2 separate regions of the Gossypium hirsutum genome follow, and region 1 is linked to region 2. Evidence: chromatin contacts called from public Hi-C data. All regions are on one chromosome and are shown on one strand. The core of a region is the stretch at or near the end of the contact, and the rest is flanking DNA. Distances in the headings are between cores, read along the strand shown.

Region 1 (3,580 bases), core at 350-2,849, 400 kb after region 2:
CCTGGTCATTAAGTTAAAATATTTTCGGCCTTGATCCACCAAGCCAGAATGACTGCAAGCAAAAAGAACTCCAATAAAACTAATATAATCAGGCTTAATGCCTTCCTTGATCATCTCATCAAATATACTTAGAGCTTCCCCACCTCTTCCATTCTGAGCAAACCCATAAATCATCGAGTTCCATGTTATCAGATTTCTATTGGACATCTGCACGAAGATGCGATGTGCAAAATCGATACAGCCACATTTTGCATAAAGATCAACTAAGGCTGACTCTACGATAACATCTCTCCAGCCACCCCGTCTCACATACTGGCAGTGAACTTCTTTCCCTAGTCTTACAGCGGCTAAACCTGCACATGCACGGAGAATAGTTCCGAAACAATAGAGATCGGATACATCCATTTCCCTGAATATTCTAATAACAGATTCGTAGTCTTTATTCTGACAGTAAACACCAAGCAATGCAGACCAAGAAACCGAATTCCTTTTCGACATCCTATCGAAAATACGCTGAGACTCATCAATCAACCCACACTTTCCATACATGTCAAGAAGACTGCTCTCGACCACCACATTTCCACAAAGTCCATAGGTAATGACCTTAGCATGCACTTGCTTCCCTTGCCTCAACCTCCCTAAATTCCCACAAGCTGTCAATACTGTTCCAAATGTAAATCCGTCAGGGATCAACCCATGATTCCTTTGCATCAAATAAAAGAAATGCAATGCTTCCTTATACAAATCATTCCTCGTGAGAGAAGAAATAATAGAAGTCCAACAAATAGCATCCGGCTCAGGCAATTCATCGAACAACTGACACGCTTCTTTCAACTGCCAAATCCTCCCATAAAAATCAATCAATGCGCACAGAATTACACTATTCGAATCAAAACCACGTTTCGTAATCACCCCGTGCAAGCACCATCCCAGCCTCAACTTCCCAAGAACGGAACACACCTTGATTATAGCAGATAAGGTGAAGGCATTTGGCTCAACTCCCAAACCCAGCATTTCCGAAAACATTTCAAGGGAACACTCAGGTTTACCCGCTTTAATATACCCCGAAACCATTGAAGTCCACGATATAACATCTTTCACAAACAACCCATCAAAAACTCTCCGAGTTTCTCTAAAATCAGGACCCAACTTAAAATACAGAGCAAGTAAACTATTACCTACAAAACGATCAGTGTCGAGACCAGATTTAATGACGTGTGCATGGAATTGAACCCCAAGAGGAAAAGCTTGAACATTTGTGCAAGTTTGCAAGAGGGAAGCGTACAGAAATTGTTTATTGGAAGAGGAGGTTAGGGTAGGAACATGTAGGGTGTTAAGGAGGTGGATGGCGGGGACAAGTTGAGCTGACCTGCAGAAATGGAGGATTTGGAAATATTTGTCTGATGGGTGTTTAACGGAGTTGTTGGGGTTAAAAGAAGCCAAAGAGCAGCAATGGCGTTTAACGAAGAAGAGCTTCATCAAACTGATTAAAGAATGAAATGTGGTTCCCTTATGCTGTTGGCTTTAAATGTACTCTGAATTGATTTTTCTTTTTCAATCAAGGCATCCTCTGCAATAAAGATATTGAAAATGCAACGGTTCTTTCTGAAATAACTTACAAATTTATTTATTTTAAGGCTTAATGGTAAATTTGGCTATTACATATTTTGTATTTTGATTTTTTTTTCTTATCAATTTTTGTTATTTTTCTCGCATTGCTTTTCTTAAGAGATTTGATGAAAGTATCGGATAATAAATGATGTGAAATATTTTTAATGAGATGTAATTTATTATTAAAGTAATTTAATAAAATAATTATATATGAAAAATAATAAATATAATTATTATGATGCATGGAAATAACTCTTAATTTTTAAAAAATAAATGTAATTATTTAAAAAATGGTTTCAAAATGAATGCATATTTTTATTTACTTAAAGGTTTCAAAAAGTGCGCATTCATTTCGAAATATTTATTTAGATAATTACGTTTATTTTTTATATTGAGAGTTATTTTTAACTTTATAAATTATTTATTTTATTATTTTCCACGTGTAATTATTTTATTAGTTTATCTAAGTAATAAATCATATCTCATTAAAAATATTTCACATATAAAATTTCACATCATCCTGTGGGTACTTTCATCAAATCTATTAAAAAATAAATTGGAGAAAAAATATTAATAGCAAAAAAAACTCAAAAATACAATTAAGACTATCTTTAACAAAATATGTAAACATTAGTGATTAAATTTATCATTAAGTTTTATTTTAACCATTTCAACGTTTTCATTCTTAACAAGTATTATGAACAAACACATTTTGTAATTAGTCATTTATTTTTTAATAAAAATATTTAGTTAAAATTAATCTATAAGTAAACCAAAATTTAATTAAAATAAATAAAAATATATATATAAATTTTAATTTAAAAAACCATCATAAAAAAATATCAAATTATATCCATAGGTATGAATTGATATATAATTTAAATCATTTTTATATTTTCAAAATTAAATTCAAGAGTAAAATAAAAAGAATTAAATTATTGAATGTAATTAATAATTTTAAAGTTTATGTATAAAAATGTAATAGAAATATATTAACATATATTTTATTTTATTAAAAAATAGAATTATAAAAAGGATATAGATGGACGAATGAGGTAAAGGAAAATGATATGCTTAAATCAACAGCGACAGAACATCGATTGCCCCAACCTAATCGCTCCACTTCCTTCCTGACACCTACTTATTGCGACCACCTCTCCCCATATTTTCCTTCTCTATACGTGTACGGTCAACATTCAGATGCCGCACACGTGTCTTAAATCTAAAGGGATACTTAAACATCGAGCAACTATTTCCCTCGATCAAATGGTCAGAATCAGACACCCAAAGTTGCTCGGCTTTTAACCCTCCCCCCCCCCCTCCCTCTTCTCTTCCCCTTCGCCTATATATATATTTTTGCCCCTCAAACTCAACAATAGAAATAACTGTCCTCTCTCTCCTTCCTTTTCTTAACAGCTAAGTACTGTATATAACTGTTTAAGGGTACTGAGTTGTTCAACTCGGAGGTTCACAGCCTTGGGCTAGTCAAGTTGAAAAAGAAGAAGAAAAATCATGGTATGTTTCTGTTTTCTGGTTGATCAGACAAAGAAAGTGAGCAAAAGAAAGCCGGCGGCAGGGTTTTGCTCGAGGTGTGGCGGAGGGGCAAGTGTAGCTGATATGAAAACGTGTACAAGGTTTTGCTACGTGCCGTTTTACTGGAAATCGTGGAAGGCAATTGTATGCACTTTTTGTGGAGCCATTCTTCGATCTTACCGTTGAATTCATGGAATACTTATGTTTCTGCAACTTTTGTTTTTATTATTTTTGCAAGGTCTAAGTTGGAGACGAACTTCATTCTTTCATAATTAGATCAAAGGAGAGCGGTGTCCTCCTCCTCTATCATCCGCAGTTAACAAAGCTTTTATCTATATAAACATAGCACTAGCAGTATATTAAAACAGGATTTTACTACAGATTGATCTGAGATCTGATGGATGAGCTTATGAGTCATCGTTTCCAATGACTGGCT
Region 2 (3,305 bases), core at 125-2,624:
AGCTTGCAATTTCAGTTAAGATTTTAAAACTTTTTAGGTATAATTAATTCGAATTATCAATTTAATTCTAAAATTGGAATGAAAATATGAGCTAAATTGAATTTCTTTTGCCTTAAATTTTAAAATTTTAAAGTTGAATTAAGTTAGATTTAGTTAAAGTTTGGTTTCAATGAATTTGAAATTATTTCAAATTTAATTTACTTTAATTTTTAAAATTTTTTTAAAAAGGGAGAGAAAAGCAATGGAAGATTCTGGTTTCTATGGCGATGTTGTCCTTTGTTTTGATGGGGATCGGAACACAAAGAAAGTCAGATTTAAGGATGGAGTTGAAGAGGAGACTGTTGTGATGGCTGTTGTTCTAGATCTGCCTCCAAAACTGTCGTGGAAGGACATGCTTTTGGGTGAAGCTTCTCACTCCATATCAGATCGAAATGGTTCCTCTGAGGGAAGTGAAAACGACTTTGACTTTCTATAAGGGGACGTGAGTACAACCATGGTAGACAGGATGCCTACTATTGTTTTCTCGGATCGTATTAAAAACATTCTTTTCAAAGAAATGGATTTAATGATTGTTCTTAAGCTTTTAGGCCGTAATATCGGATACAATGCTCTCCATAACCGTATCCTTAGTCTTTGGAAACTTGCTATATCTTTTCATCTTATGGATACTGTTAATGGTTATTTTTTGGTTAAGTTACAAGATATTGGTGATTACAATAAAGTCTTAACCTAAGGCCCTTGGATTATCTACGGGCAATATCTTACTATCCAACCGTGGATTAAGGATTTTAACACATTGCAGCCATATCCCCTTGGATCCGACTGCCGGGGCTTCCGGGATACCTGTACAATTGAAAAATTATAGAAGCCACTGGCGGTCTCATTGGGAAAGTTGTTTTTATTAATCTTGATAAACAGTTGATTTTTCAGGTGATGGTGGACGGAACCGTTCAACAAGTTGAGTATGAGGCTCTGCCAACGGTGTGTTTTACATGTGGTAAATATGGCCATGTTAAGGAGCTTTGCCCGACGGTTATGGTGGATCATACTTGGGAGCAACCGACGAATATGGTGGTTGAGGCACAAGGTGGCGTTGGTGGCATACCCAATGCTGCTAAGAGGCCTGAGTTCAGCCCGAGGATGCTGGTTGAGTGCAAGGCGAGACGTGGCCAACGCGTTCATCAAGCTAATGGTGCGGAAAAATATGAAATGTTTCTTCTAAGTCTAGTCTAGATTCTCAGCGCTCAATCAGGTTGGGGATTTGAGGTGTGATTTGAGGGTGGTGAATGAAGATTTTATGCCGGAGAAGGTGGGGGAGAGAGGGGTTGTCAGTGATGGGAGGCTGAAGGTTAGGGTTAATAAGGGTGTTAAGGAAAATTCTGGGTCTAATCTTGAAGCAGGCCGTAAGAGTGTTTTGGGCTATGGAGCCTTTTTAGGTCCTACTAAGGGAATTTCATTGGACAACTTAGGGGATAATCATTTGGGCCAAAAATCTAATTTTAGCCTAGATAAAATTTTGGGCAAAAGACCTATGGAATTGTCGAGTAAAGGTAAAAGTAACGAGGGCCAAATTTTTAAATCAAACGCTAATGTTTCTTTTTTGGCAAACTTGTAGGTAATGAACAGGAAATTTATAAATTTATTGGAACGGGCATGGAAGGCGATAACCAAAATTCTTTAAATTTTGGTGTTTCAAAAAATATTACTTCTAGTAATTTAGAAAGGGTTAAGGCCCATTTTAATCCAGCTTTCGAAATGTTTGAAGGAGTTGAAATCCAAATTTTCGAAGGTGTCCTTGATCCCGAGAAACATTCTGCGATGTCTTTTAAGGAAAGTATTTCCTCCGACCAAGGGGTTAAATCTGGAATTGCTCAGTGAAGAAATCGGGATTAGACTTAGTGTCTAGTTCGAGTGTGGACAAATCCAATTTTATTAATAGAAATAGTGATTTTAAAATTAATAAAAACTGTGTAGCCATAAGAGTTCAAATGCTCTTCGAGGACGTGTGAGTCGTTTTAAATCTTCTGTTAGTGCACGAATCCCTTTACCAGAATCTATGGAGGTGATGGCAAATATTCTTTCTACTCATAATCCCAGTCAAAATGGTATTGTAGATTCGGGAGGCGCAAGTTTAACCTTTGAGGGGGATTTAGTCCCTCAGCAGTAATGGTATGTCTTCTAACCTTTCGTTTTTTATTATAAATTTTATAATTTTTTCTTGAAATTGTTGGGGATGTGCCAGTTTTAAATTTCCCTGAATTTTTCGAGAATATAACATGGAGCATAACCATATATAGTTTGTTTGCTTGAGACAAGAGTTAGTGGAGCTAAAGCTGATAGCATTATTGCAAAATTAGGTTTCCAGCGCTCTCATTGAGTAAAGGCGATTGGGTACTCTGGAGGTATCTGGCTTGGTTGGAAAGATTCCATTCGTGTCGAGGTGGTTCGTAGTCATCCTCAATTTATTCTTGCTAAAGTTTGGCAAATGTCCTATTCACGTCCATTTTTTATTTCTTTCGTTTATGCCATTCTTAATCGGCAAAAATGTAAGGATCTTTGGGATGTCTTAAGGTCTTTGATTCTATCCAGTCGTATTCCATAAATTGTTATTGGTGATTTCAACGCAATTCTATCTTCTTTTGAAAAGTTTGGTGGTATTACTAATGGAAGGAGATGTCCTCAGTTTGGAGAATTTGTAGAGAAAGCCAAGTTGCACGATTTGGGTTTTAGAGGACCTCTTTTTACTTGGCATAGAGGCACGCTTTTTGAAAGGTTAGACTGTAACACCCTAACCCGTATCCATCACCATACTAGGGTTAAAGGCATTACCAGACAAATTGAAACATTACACGAACAATTCATATTCATCATTCACAAATCAAAATCAAATATTACTATTGAGTCCCTTACATAGGTCATCGAGACCTAAATCACGCACTAGAAAGGGGTTGGGAATGAACTGAGTTCATACAGTTTTTTTCCAAAACTTAAAAATTTTCAAAATTGTACAGGCCACACGCCCGTGTGAACAAGCCGTGTGCCTTACATGGCATTAGACACGTTCGTGTGTCTAGGTCATGTCAAAATAGGGCATACATACTGACTTGCTCACATGGCTACAAGACACGCCCATGTGCCTTGGCCGTGCCCAAGACTGACTTACAATCGTAGGGTACCCTAGGGGACACAGGGCTGAGACACATGCCCGTGTATCTGCGCGTGTGAACAAAAATAGGCTATTTAAAAAGCCAATTTGCCACCTAATTTGGGTGAAGTCTACAAGCATCAAAACTACAACATTTTAT

The links. Hi-C and Micro-C count contacts between places; a contact is called where the count stands out from the background.
Region 1: a Hi-C map of leaf shows a contact between it and region 2, with 2.3 times the contacts expected there. The contact joins the promoter of LOC107886751 here to the enhancer-like site in region 2. A contact is called at or near these places in 2 of 34 Hi-C or Micro-C datasets (hypocotyl and leaf).

Annotation. Positions count from the first base shown.
Region 1 is chrA03:106,470,957-106,474,536 of Gossypium_hirsutum_v2.1, forward strand. It overlaps LOC107886751 (pentatricopeptide repeat-containing protein At1g03540), which reads right to left and starts at 1,600. Exons shown (of 2, transcript XM_041100968.1): 1 at 1-1,600. The coding sequence starts at 1,479. LOC107886749 reads left to right here and starts at 2,899. Exons shown (of 1, transcript XM_016810801.2): 1 at 2,899-3,580. The coding sequence starts at 3,124. The coding sequence ends at 3,330.
Region 2 is chrA03:106,075,712-106,079,016 of Gossypium_hirsutum_v2.1, forward strand. No RefSeq gene overlaps it. Among protein-coding and RNA genes, the nearest start is that of LOC107886758, 44 kb to the right of the region's middle. Within about 2 kb of position 1,375, at least 8 of the 9 cell types and tissues checked have an H3K27ac peak or open chromatin away from gene starts, as enhancers often do. A contact at or near this core is called in leaf, where this site is marked.